Regions from separate parts of the Sus scrofa genome. Here region 1 is linked to region 2. Evidence: chromatin contacts called from public HiChIP or PLAC-seq data. All regions are on one chromosome and are shown on one strand. The core of a region is the stretch at or near the end of the contact, and the rest is flanking DNA. Distances in the headings are between cores, read along the strand shown. Region 1 has its middle 210 kb from the start of NR3C1. Region 2 has its middle 110 kb from the start of NR3C1.

Region 1 (6,622 bases), core at 3,400-5,899, 110 kb after region 2:
TACATGTGTATCTCTCTCTCTCTCTCTCTGTGTATATACACATACACACACATAGACATATGTATACATACACATGTATGTAATTTATAAGCAAACACATATACATATGTGAGGTGGTGCCAAAAGGCTTTTTGACTGATTGGGTAGTTTTCTTCCCATGCTATGAATCTGTTATCTGTATTAAAGGCTACTCTGACTCAACCCTTGAATTACTATTCTAGGATTTTTTTTTTTTGAGACATGGGAAAAACTTAGGCCAAAATTTATACCACTAAATTAAAATAAAGACAACAACAAATGAAAGCTGAAATTCTTATCATTTTTTTAATAGTTATTTCCCCAATACAATTTTTTTCCTACTGTACGGCATGGTGACCCAGTTACACATACATGTCCACATTCTATTTTCACACATTATCATGTTCCATCATAAGTGACTAGACATGGTTTCCAATGCTACACAGCAGGATCTCATTGCTAATCCACTCCAAAGCCAATAGTTTGTATCTATTAACCCCAAGCTCCCCAACCACCCGACTCCCTTCCCCTCCCCCTTGAAAGCTGAACTTCTGCTCGTCTTCCATGCTGAGCCTTTCCAAAGCCTAGGACAGTGCCTAACACATAGTAGGTGTTTGATAAATGTTTGTTGAATGAATACATGGATGAAGGAAGAACTAATTTTTCGACTAAAAATAAAATTATTTCTGTGACCTAAAACATAGCTATGAATGATCATAAATTGCATAAATGCACTAATAAATAGAACAGCTAAACCCTCACTTGACTGGATACAACCGTTAAGACCCTTATCTTGTTTCTCTGTATGACTCTCTGGTTCCTTTGCAGGCTTTGACAGTTTCTGGAAGCGGGTTGGGTGTCTTGCTTGGCAGATCCTCAGCTGCATGTAGGTCTTAATTTCATTCCCTCCTATCTTCACTGGCTCCCCTTCCATGGGGACACTCCCATCAAGCTCCTGGCTCTGGCAGCAGAAGCCAGAGTGAAATGGAAACCCCATCTTGAATGGAGTTATTTTCTCCAACTAGTCTGGGTATTGATTGAGGTTCTCTTCCTCCAAGTGATGACTGATGAAGCATGACAAGAGAAACAGGGTAGGTTCACACACTTAGGAATAACGTAGTTCCTGGAGTGTGCAGGAATGCTCAAAGAAATGTCTGCATTGGCTCCTAGAGGATGTTGCTGCTGGACTCCCTAGAGCAGAAGTTGCCAACTGGTGGCTCTAGGGTCTGGCAGTTAAGGTCAATGAAGAGTAGGCTTCCAGAGACGTGGAGGACAGAGAACTGAGGCAGCATCCAGAGGGAACGACTGCTCTTCTATTCTAGCCTAATGCTCTCAAGCAAAACCATTTTATATGAAATATTCCAATTTTTAAATGCTCACAATTAATTCATTTTAAAAGTCCCCATTGTCCCAGCTGAAGAAAACATGGCAGAGGGCCTGAATCAGCCCTGGAGCCACCTTTGCAACTTCTGGTTAGAGCTATTTTCTTCCACGGTCTCCCTAGTTCCTTCTTGGCTTGGTGTCATATTTGTTTCATATCTTTCCTTCCTCTCATCTAAAGAGCCTTAAATTAGTCCAGATTTTTTTTTCTTCATTCCTCATGGAGAGGGAACAATAGGGACCTTTTTTTTTAAAAAAAAAATATAAATAAATGTTGTTTGGAATTTAAAAAGAAAAACAACCACAAATCTGCCCTTTACGGTGGGAGAACATGGTGCAGACTTAGGAGCAAAGGAGAAGGGGGTTAGATGACAAATTGGAGTAAAAGCCAGGCGGTGTGGTTTTCCTCCTTCGCTTTGCATGCCCTCTGTGTTGATCCTTTATTCCCCCCAGTGCCCTACCTGCCCTCGGGTTTCAAGAGATCTCTCTTCCGGCTGAGCCTAGGCTGGGACCCCTTGCATCCTGGGTCAGAGGAAGCTTAAGTTCTCCCATCCCTTGTGGTGGACGTGGGTGGGTTTTGCTTAATGACAACTTCATTTTTATTTGGGAAACCACTGCTCCCCAGTGGGAAGCAGGGATGCATCCGTTCACATGTCCTGTCCTCCTCTGCCTGGGGACCTGCCCTGGGGCTCCCAGAAGAAGGTAGTTCCCCACAGGAACACTGACAACTGGCACCAAAAAAAAAAAAAAAAAAAAAAAAAGCCAGTTTCTGGGTGGGCAGAGCCAACTGGTGACCACCATGCCCAACACAGGTAACATCAATTTGGGGAAAAGGGCAGCTCTCAGAGAGGTGCGCAAGCCCCTCTAGTTCCCTCATTCTGTGGACGAGGCGGCTGAGGCTTGGAGATGCTGGGTGACCAGCCCATGGAGCACAAGTGATGGGACCTGCAGTGTGTCTTCTGCTTCTGATACAACTTAGGAGATGTGGCCATATTGGTTTGTTGGCCTTCTGCCTCAGTTGCCTTATCTGCAAAGTAATCAGGATGGTTTCTGACTCAAAGAAATTTTCTGAGAACGAATGAGTCTTATCTTCAAAGTATGCTGTGCCTTGAGAGTACAGAATGTGATTAGTAAACAGATACTGAGGAGGGTTTACATCCGGTAACATCAAGCAACACAGAGCCTTGAATCCAAGGCATCTCCTTTCATCCCAAATTATCTCAGGGACTGCAGGGCCCCCCTTGTACTAGTTCCTGGCTGCCCTGGAGAAGTTTCCAGTCATTGATTTCTGCCACAGAGAAGGGTCTTTGTCTGGTGGCTCAGAGGGGGCTGACAGACCTGGTTTTTATTCTGGGTTTGTCACTTTCTCCTCTGACCTGGGGTAAGTTACTTCAATTCTCTGTATATCAGTTTTCTCATCTGTAAAGGGAATGCATGCTTGTAGTTACCACAAGAGCAGTGAAGACAGAAGGCCATCGGGAGAGGAAATGCTTAGAATGCCGGCTGGTACACACAAAGCTCTCGGTGCCAGCCATCGAGCATGCTGATGAAGTCCCAGTGCTGGCAGTCATGTGGTACTGTTCCTGCCCAGGTGAGCTCTTGGCTACATCCTGATTTTTCGTGAGTAGGAGGAAGGACCAAAGGTGAGCACATCACTGATCAGCTGGCTCAAGACCAATGGTTGGAGGCAGTAGGGTCACCCAGCCTTGTGCTGCGTGTGCCTCCTTTCTAGTAAATGGAATGACAGTGGAGGGAAAGAGAAGGGGAGCAAGGCAGGATTGGCCTGGTGGTGGTGCTTCCTTCTGCCAGCCTGCCTCAGTGCCGACCTTGTGTGATGGTTTCTCAGAGACCCTTTATCTGAATATCTTTGGCACAGAGGTCTCCCTGACATAGCCTCCTGTGCTTTCCTCCTAGCTCCCATCACAAAATAACCCACCATTTATTTGTGTAGTTAATCGTTAACCATGTCTCCCCCACTAGACTATGAGTTCTACGAAACCAGAGACTACTTCCGTCTCCTCCACCACTGAGCAGTCACTACGCCAGTTTCTCCATGTAGTATACTCTCAATAAATATTTGCAGAGTAAATGAAAACATGAATCTGTCACAAACTTTCTGGTTCTCTTTGTATCTGGGAACATGAAGCAGGATTCAGTTTGTGACAAACTGCCCCCACCGAGTTAGGTGGTCCTGGCTGGAACCTTCATTTCTCCTCCAGAAGAAATTCCTACATGAGGCAGAGGCTGCACACACAATGACACTTATCATTGGGAGTAATGCTGCCTTGCTCCATCTGGGTTAACCATGACACCAGCCTTTGGCCCCATCAACCCAATCAGGCAAGGATTCATTCAACTTGGCCAGGCTTTGGGAACGCAGTGAGAAGTTAGACAAGGTGCTGATCCTCAGAGAATTCATTCACCTTCTAATGGAGGAGTGCTAACATGAAAAAGTATAAAATATAATACCGGGGAGTGATGGGAACCAAGTGGAAAATAAAAGACGGCGAGGTGATACGTGTGCTCGTGGCTGAGGGGTGGAAGGGGTCACACAGAACTGGGTGCTCAGGGGAGGTCTGGAGGATGAACTGAGACCCCAGTGACAACAGGAACCAATCCTGTGAGGATCTGAGTGGAGAGCATTCCAGGAAGAGGAGGAGGGAAAGGCTTGAAGGGATGAGCTTCATATGTTTGAGGAATGGAGACAGTAACACAGGAGCATATGGAGTGTCCATGGGATAGAAGGACATCAGTCAGACAGGTGGGGCGGCCCTGGATCCTGTAGGATAAGGCATCCATACCTCATCATGAGTGTGATGGGAAGACTGTGGAGGGTTTAGCAGGGGGGAATTTAGCAGGGGCGCCAGCAGCAGGGTGGGTTGCTGAGAATGGGCAGCAAAAGCAAGCATGTTTTGGTGGTGCAGGGGAGAAATGGAGAAGGTGTGGACTAGAAAAGCAGCTGTGGTCAGGGGAAGATGGAGGTCCCTGCTGGTGAAACAGACAGGGAAAAAGTGGAATCAATGCTGATTCCTAAGGGTGGTTTGGGCAACTGGGTGAATGATGGTGCCATTTACTCATTTGGGGGAAACTTCCACAAAGTTTTGCTTTGTTCCAGTCTCAGGCACTCATATGCTGGTCATTTGGAGATGTTGGCTACGCAAGATTGGAGCTCGGTGGAGAGGTCTAGCGCTAGGGGAGCTGTGGTCATCAGCATGTGATGGTACTTCAATCTGCAGTTCTGAATGAGATCATTGATGGGAAGCACTGAAATTATGAATCACAGAAGGGAAGGAGGTCAACACCATGAATATTTCAGCCCATAATTTATGCTGATTTGTTTAGTCCAAGGTCTGAATCAGCTGGATTGCCTTCTCCGTTTGTCACTGGACTTGGCTTCTGTACCCCTGAAGAGTCACATGTTTTTATTAGTTAGGTATTTGGTATAGAAATTGTTACTGTAAGCTATCCGTAATCACATTCTAGAAATCAGTTGGCGGGTAACAGATGCACATATGACCAAAGGAAATGCCAAAAACCCACTTCCCATGGTTGTTCCCCTGCGTGTACACATCTATTTTTAACACTCCTGATTGCAAGGCAAAGCCCCAGGCACTTGAGGGAACTGTCTTTCCCAACAGGGACCCACGGCAACCGGACACAGAGAGTGGTGTGCCCTTGTGCGCCAACATTTTCTGCTGTTGATTTGGCAATGGAACTCAAACCGCAAGGAAATTTAAGAATGACCTTTGGTAGCTTTTGTGTGTGTGTGTGTGTGTGTGTGTATGTGTGTGTGTGTGCAGGGAGACAGTGAGGCTGCAGAAAACCAGTTTGATAATTCTAAGAGTTTCCTAACATGTCAAAATTTCTCAGAAAGCTTTGCTAATTTAGGACTTTTTGACTAATTATCAGAAGTATTTAGTCATCTCTTTCCTAAGAGCTCATGCTCAATAAACTCTCTGCTAAGTGGATTTCAATCTTTTCTAACATGTGGTAGGTTTTGACCCAATAACCTGAGAGGGAAACCTTGAGATTCAAATCCTAAAAGGTCCCTGCTGAATCCCTGGAGCTGTGTTTCCATGGCTCCCAAATGCCTAATTGAAAAGCTAATTATCCTTTAACAAATGCCTTGAACTAGCTACAAACAAACGGTTTGTTTAGGGGGTCAAAAGCAGCTATTTCAGTTAAGTGGTGCAGCTTAAATGTAGCCTGTTTTGTCATCAGAAGCCCTTGGGTTGAATTCAGACTCTAAAACTGACTGGTTCTATTATTGAGGGAAAGTCACCAAATATTTTTGGTCTTTTGTTTCATTGTCTGTAAAATGCGTATTACAGTCATAGCTACTCCAGAGTCCTATAAAGACTAAAATGTGCTTTATAAACCACTGAGCGCCATATAAATCTTGAGATAGCGGAGAATGCTGTCATTCCTCTCTTGTTCAGCACTATTGGAAATAGGTAGTGGCTTAGAGGGGGAGTTCTCTTCTCCAAGGATCTGCTGAGTTCGTGTTTCTCAACCACGACAATCTGGGCTTTAGGTGTCACATCTCAATCCATCAGGCGGGATACGGGTGAATCTGAATCTGTATCATGGCAACTCAGTATGGTCCATTAAGAACTCAGTGACCTTGGTTATGGCAGGTGAGGAGGAATCGAGCATCTTTTGGCCTCTGTCACACAAAACCATGCTCCCTTTCACACTTCAGTGTTAGGTGCTTCGTCTGACTCACTAGTCCACACCTTTTCTGGCCCTGCTTACGGGACTCATGAAAGTCCTTTCTTCAAAGACTCATGAAAGGCGAGCCAACTAAGTAATATTTATTGACCCATAAAATGCCTAAATCATAGGCCCTGGCAATTATAATTTAAGGATTTATACTGCAAAGAGACTCACACAAGTACTCAAAGATACACGGGGAAGACATTGCTGCATTGATTGTAATTCTAGAGAACTAAAAACAACCTAAATCCTAGGGGATTTGTTTAATGCATTACAGAATTTCCGTACAATGAGATATCATGTAGCCCTTATAAATAATATCTATATTTTTGGATTTTGGAATATCTCCTAGGTGTTATTCCTCTAAAAAAAACAAGCTTCAGGACATTTATAAAATGATTCCATTTATGGAAAGCAGATATAAATAAATCTGCCTGTATATTTATCAACAATTTCTTAGGAGACAGATAAAATACTTATTAATCGTACTTTTTTAGGGACTGAGGAT
Region 2 (6,354 bases), core at 86-2,585:
GCATTTCCATCCTGGCCCAATGCCACTGTGGCTAAGGTTCTCCATGCCTTTTCTTCTGTCTCCTGTTTCTGTCTCTCCACATTCAGCCCAACCTTTTCCTTCCTTCTTCCCTTCAAGCAGTTGTGTCCTACCACATCTCTTATTAGGAGGTAAGAAATTAAATTCTTTTCTAAATAATATGTACTCATTTTGCCTATGCATCTTCCTCTAGCCATATCTACGAAAGGAAAGCAATGGGGAGGAAAACACTCTGAGTTCCAAGAGAGGGAAAGATTTAACAAACAAATTGACTGCAAGTTATTAGGGATTGATTATATTTTCCTCCTGTGGCTATTAGTGGGTTTAAGGTAATTTTCACAAAAGGCAGAATTCAAGCATTAGGAGGAGAGATAGCTGTCTCTCTGGCAAAGAAGGGACAGCACCTGGGGCTGGGCTTCTCTGCATGTGCACAGGATTAGCCTTTGTGTAGAAACCAAAAGTTTATGCAATAACTTGGGTGGATCTTGTAATTTCATTCCTGAAGTGTGCAACAAACTTTTTCTCCTGAGAAAGCCTACATTTGAATGACATATTTGAGATCACAAGAGCCCTCAAATTTCAATTTTAATTAGCTGAAACAATCTGACATTTTTTGGTGTAGAAGCTGTGAGGCTTAATGATTATTTTCATCTCCAGAATAGTCTTTAGGAAAAACAAAATAGTTAAGGTAATTTCCATAAAGACTCACGTTCATGGCAGCAAACCGCATTGATAATTAAACCCATTTGGAGAGATGGGTATGGAATTCAACTAACATCTTGTTTCTCTGCAGGAAGCATTTCGATATCTCCCATATCGCTGACTGTCACTTGGGACTAAGAAAATTTTAGAATGTAAGAGGAAGATGGAAGAAGCTTCTTGGAAGCAAATAAAATAGCCTATTAGGTCACGGTGATCATGCAAGGAGTCCCTGTGGGTTTTGCATTGAGCTTGGCTTTATAGAAAATACAGATTGAGGCAATTAGTCCTTTCCAATTTTAAGCAAGCAGTAGCAATGGGAAGTATGCCAGGAGGGATGATTAAGGATTAAACAGCATGGGAACTTCATCAGAAGCTCCTCAGTTTTGTTGCCAGCACCTGATCTTTCTACATCAGCACCTCCTTGATTATGGAAGGTGGGGGTGCTTCTCCTGGACCCCACCCCTTAGCCCACTTACCGCTCAAGGGAAAGTTATGGAAGAGAAGGATCCTGTCTCCACCAGCTTCTAAGAGGGAACACAGCCAAGAGAGGCAGGAAGAAGCATGCTCACTTCCAACCTTTTTGGCAAGCTCAGGGGGAGCAAAAGCCATTGCCAATTCTATTTTTTAATACAGATTCAAGCAGGGTTGTGTCTACACATGCAAAGGGAAGTGCACAGTGCTCTGTGTTAAACAGCATAACACCTTTTTTTTAATTAAAAAAAAAAAGAAGCCTAAGCCTTTGCCCGACCATCCAGGTATTCGTTTTCCATATGGTTGGTCCACACGGCAGCGTGAGTCTGGAGAACCGCAGTGTCTCCTGCGGTCATAGGCAGGGGACCCAGTTGCATACCGCTCACCCCACCTATCACAGGTGGGCCAGGCACCAGCACCCGTAAAGGAACTCTCTTTCCTTCTGGAAATAAAGTTGAGCTCCTAGGTCTGGCGAACCTTGACATGCGAGGCACTTTGGTGCTCAGAGTTGGAGAGCCATCAAGGGAGAGGAAGATAACAAAGGGGAATCAGTGGGGGATAAATTAGGAGTTTGGGATTGACATATACACACTATTACATGTGAAATAGATAACCGACAAGGACCTACCTATAGCACAGGGCGCTATACTCAATATTTTTCAATAACCTATAGGGGAAAATACTCCGAAAAAGAATACATAATACAAACATGCATATATAACTGAATCACTGTGCTGTACACCTGAAACTAACACGGTATTGTAAATCAACTCTACTTCAATAAAACAAAAAAAGAAGAGGGAGGAGAGAGAGAGGAAAAGAATACTCGAGTCCCAATTCTCTCTCTAGCCTGGGAAGAGTTCCCACAGCCTGTTCCCCAATGATATTTAAAAAGTCAATTTGACATTTTCCATGAAAATTCAGACTCAACAGATCATACAGAGAGAAACACTGATTTATTTAGTTTGTACTACATTTTAACAGCCTTTTTATATTCTAGTTTTTTTTTTTTCTTCCCTTGGCTGCACTCATGGCCTATGGAAGTTCCCTGGCTGGGGATTGATCCTGCAAAGGCAAAGCCAGATGCTTAACCTGCTACACCACAGAGAGAACTCCTATTCACTGAAAATGTACCCTGGTCTGATGCCATCTCAAATAATGTCGCAATAGGCATCCTTATCCGTGGGCCTTTATATACTTGCTCAAGCTTCAGTCAAATTCTTAGAAGTGAAACTGATGGTCAAAGGGCGTTTGTCTCTTCTGAGTGTTCTGCCATGCTCAGCTGTGCCTGCTGAGTACACCGTGTGTGTTAAACAGGAGGCAGCACAGCACTGCCATCACTACAGCTTTGCCATCAGCCAGTGCCAGCTCTGCACCTCAGAGCCTGCGTGACCTTGTGTAAGTTATTGACCTTTCAAAACCAGAGTTTGCCATCTATTGACTAGAACAACACTAATCGCATATGAGGTCGCCATGGGCCAGGTACTGTTTTAAGTGCTCCGTTCATTTACTTCTCAAATAACCTTATGAGGTAGGTGCTATTCATATCTCCTTTTAGAGATGAGGAACTAGGCACAGGGAGGGCACTCAGTTTACCAGGATCACACAGCTAAGGAAGTAGTGGGGTCACTTTTCCCCCCAGGAAGCCTGGCTCCAGAGCCTATTTTTTAAATGTCCTTCTAGGGAAGGTGATGACAAAATATGATAATGAAAACAGAGGATGATATGATAATGATAATGATATATGATATTGAAAACAGAGGACAATATGCAAGTAGGTGGGGAGGTGAGAGAGAGAAGGAGAAAGAGAGAGAGAATTTAGCGTGGTATGTGGCCCTCGGTGACTTCATGCAGCCTGGCAAGAGCAGAGGTATAATGCAAAGCCTTTCTTCAAGGCACATCCCTTAAGAATGAACAAGCTGGCCTGATGGATTTCCTTAAGATTTCATTTTTATGAAGAGGAAGCCTGGGAACAGAGAAGCATGTGACTCTGGAGATCTGTTAAATCTTTTAGCCCAGAAACCAACAGAATCACAGGAATTCATACATTTCTTAGACTGGGAATTAATGGCACTGATGAAGGAAGTTGTAATGACCATGAAAGATGAACCTTCCAGCTGAGGAAGCCAAAACGGGGGGTGGGGTGGGGTGGGGTGGAGCTAGCTATGGAACACGACCTTGGCTGGGAACAGCGGACTGTCAGGCTGGACCATCTGGGGAAATTCTTTCCGATCAAGTAAAGTGTGATATTCCAGAAGGGACGGGCGGGGCTCCTGAAGAGAGAGGCAGGTTGTTTCAGGTTAAGTGCTTGACAGGCATCATCTCATTTAACCCTCACAACAGTTGTATCTGAGGTAAAAAGTTTTCCCTGTTTGACCAGTGAGGAAACTGAGGTGCAAAGAGGTGATGTGACTTGCCCAGGAATCTGCTCGTACACTTCACAGTCAGCCTGAAGAGAAGGTACACACTCCTTAGTCGCATAGAGAGCCTGGTCAGGATGACACTGATGGGGGTTTGTCAGGCGGGTAAGGGAGTAGCAGACCTCATAGCTTAAGCCTCCGTGTTGTCATCTGTGAAAATGGGTATAGGTATGGTATCTAACGCACAGGCAATTCACATAGAACACTGAGCACAGTGGCTGGTCCATGGCTGAGCACTGGAGAGATACATTAAGAACCAGACTGTGCTGACTCTTCTTCTTTTTAGAAAACTGGTATCAAAAATCACAACGGTTAAGATTAGGCCCCTTATATATAGACTGCAACTCCTTTTATTGGAATGAGTCTCCAAGTGCCTTTTGCCCAGGAAGTGGAATAAACATAGCATAGAGACCATATGTCATTAGTTCTAATGAAGCCAAGACCTTTGTTATGAACTGAGTATTTTTATCAGCAACTTGCCTGACTCCATGTCACTTCAGAACTGCCCCCTGTGGGACTGAACTGTCCCATCTACAGAAGAAGGATCCAACTCTAATTTCTAAATTATTTCTAAACTGAGAAATCTAAGGAAAATTCTAAAAATAGTCACCCTAGCAAACACAATAAACCCTTGCTTGGCTCTCACTGATAAAAGAGTTTGTCCTTGGAGTTTCCATTGTGGCTCAGCAGTAACAAACCCAACTAGTATCCACGAGGACGTGAGTTCAATCCCTGGCCTCGTTCAGTGGGTTAAAGATCCAGCATTGCTGTGAACTGTGGTGTAGGTCGTGGCTGCAGCTGTGGTGTAGGCTGGCAGATGCAGCTCTGATTTGACCCTTGGCCTGGAAACATCCATGTACCACAGGTGTGGCCCTAAAAAGCCAAAAAAAAAAGTTTGTCCTGGGGTTAAAAGCCTGAGTTACAGAATTTTCTTTTTAAATAGTGTTTCATCATAAATGATGATAGCAGTTACTGCTTATGAGCTCTAGGGCTCAGCCTGGGCCATGCACCTACCACACACCAACTTTAGTCCTCTCAGCAGTCCTGTGGAGTAAATCATGGTGTTTGCTCACTCTTAATAAAGAAGCTGAGGATCTCAGAGAAAAGTGACTTGCTAGATGTAACAGCTTCTCTGTTATCCCATTTTCCCCAAACTTTGCTATAACATATCTATGTATTGTGAAGTCCCTGTAAATAGCTGGAAGGAAACAGCCAAAAGAGTCCTGTAACGGATTATTTAAAAATTATTCTATGTAGAGCTACAGTTTTTATGGTACAGCATGATGACATGGGGTAAGTGGTTTCCTGGCTTAGTCCAAACCCCAGGCCTTCTCAGTGACGTGCCATAACGAGCCTTAACAACATGGGTTGTACTTGTTTTGAAATCTCTGCCCCCTACCCAGCAAGGTTCCCTCACTGTGGGGCGGGCAGGGCCATTCTTCCCTTCCACAAGCCTGGAAAGACCCCTGCAGAAGGGCTTTCTCGTCCTCGTCCTGGTGTTTGTGCCTGCAAAACTGTTCTGCCTCCTGCTTGTGGGCGGTGGGAGATGGTGAAGAAACCGGCTGCCTTTCAAGCTGTCAAAAGAGAAAGCTCTTGTGGAAAGATGAGCCTGGAACTAAGAACATTCCATGCTGATTCCCAAGTCCAGGTCAGCAAGTTTCAGAGAAGTGGGCTTGGATGAGCCTCCCAGCATGAGTCTCAGATGCAGACAGGCTTGTGGCCCATGGGAAACAGATGGGGGTGAAGCCTGGGCTCCCCACAGAAGTCTCCCTGGGGAACTCGCCTGCAGCCAGAGAGGACCAGGCTGCGGAGGGGGGTGCCAGGCTCACCATGGCCAAGGGCCAGCTCTGGAGGGTCACACCAGTTACCTTAAATGGCTTCCATGATGTACAATTATGCACACTATTTTCCGTTTCCTCCCTTACATTTCCGTGAGCACCTCCCCCGCTTCCTGCCTTAGAGGCCATGGGCCTGTGTCTCCTGAGGAAATGTCTTCCCTCAACTCCTCCCATTTCAGGTCTCACCTCCTTAGAATTCTTCCCGGACCCTTCTTCTCTGTAAGGTCTTTTCTGCCCTCCTCCTTCTACTCAGTTTGCTCCTTTCTCTCAGTTTGCTCCTTTCACGGCACATGGTGCGAGTCTAATTCCAGATCTTTTTACTTGTTTATCTGTTTATGGTCTGCTTTCGGCCATCAGTCTGTAAGGCCAAGAAGGACACGTCTGACTGTTCAGCATTGGATTCCAGGGCAGAGCGTAGAGGTGCTTAACTGTTTGTCAAGCAACCACTCCCAACCACCCCCAGTATCTGAAAGGATATTTCAATATATCTGTAGAGGAAGGAATTATTAAGAGTCTTTGGAAAGAGGTTAATTCAGTTTTAAAATGTCTTCAGAGAAGCAGCCCAGGAGGAAAAGACGTAAATTTAAGTTAGTTTGTGGTATTTCCTGAAAATGTCCTAATGAGCTCCCCTAACATCCAAAAGCTGTGGCAGTGCTGGCCCTCATCATCTGTCTCTTCCCAGTCTCATTTCCAACAGAATTACCATGATAGAAGTTTTAGAAAATACCAGAAGAGTTAGGTTTTCAATTATCCTGGGATGACATTTATGGGTTTGAAGGGCTGTCATGGTGGTGGTGTCATTTTGGCTGCTTCACTACCCTTCGGCACGAAAAAATGAATATGAAATCTGGATGTTTATTACCGATGCCGGCAGAGATGCAGGAGGAGAGGATGTAAAATCTATT

The links. HiChIP or PLAC-seq counts read pairs in DNA pulled down with a chosen protein or histone mark.
Region 1: an H3K27ac HiChIP or PLAC-seq map of alveolar macrophages shows a contact between it and region 2. The contact joins two enhancer-like sites. A contact is called at or near these places in 3 of 47 Hi-C or Micro-C datasets (adipocytes, embryonic fibroblasts and skeletal muscle) and 2 of 2 datasets of contacts at active chromatin or transcription factors (alveolar macrophages and skeletal muscle).

The regions. Positions count from the first base shown.
Region 1 is chr2:145,140,167-145,146,788 of Sscrofa11.1, forward strand. No RefSeq gene overlaps it. Among named protein-coding and RNA genes, the nearest start is that of NR3C1, 210 kb to the left of the region's middle. Within about 2 kb of position 4,650, at least 13 of the 83 cell types and tissues checked have an H3K27ac peak or open chromatin away from gene starts, as enhancers often do. A contact at or near this core is called in alveolar macrophages, where this site is marked.
Region 2 is chr2:145,032,211-145,038,564 of Sscrofa11.1, forward strand. No RefSeq gene overlaps it. Among named protein-coding and RNA genes, the nearest start is that of NR3C1, 110 kb to the left of the region's middle. Within about 2 kb of position 1,336, at least 5 of the 83 cell types and tissues checked have an H3K27ac peak or open chromatin away from gene starts, as enhancers often do. A contact at or near this core is called in alveolar macrophages, where this site is marked.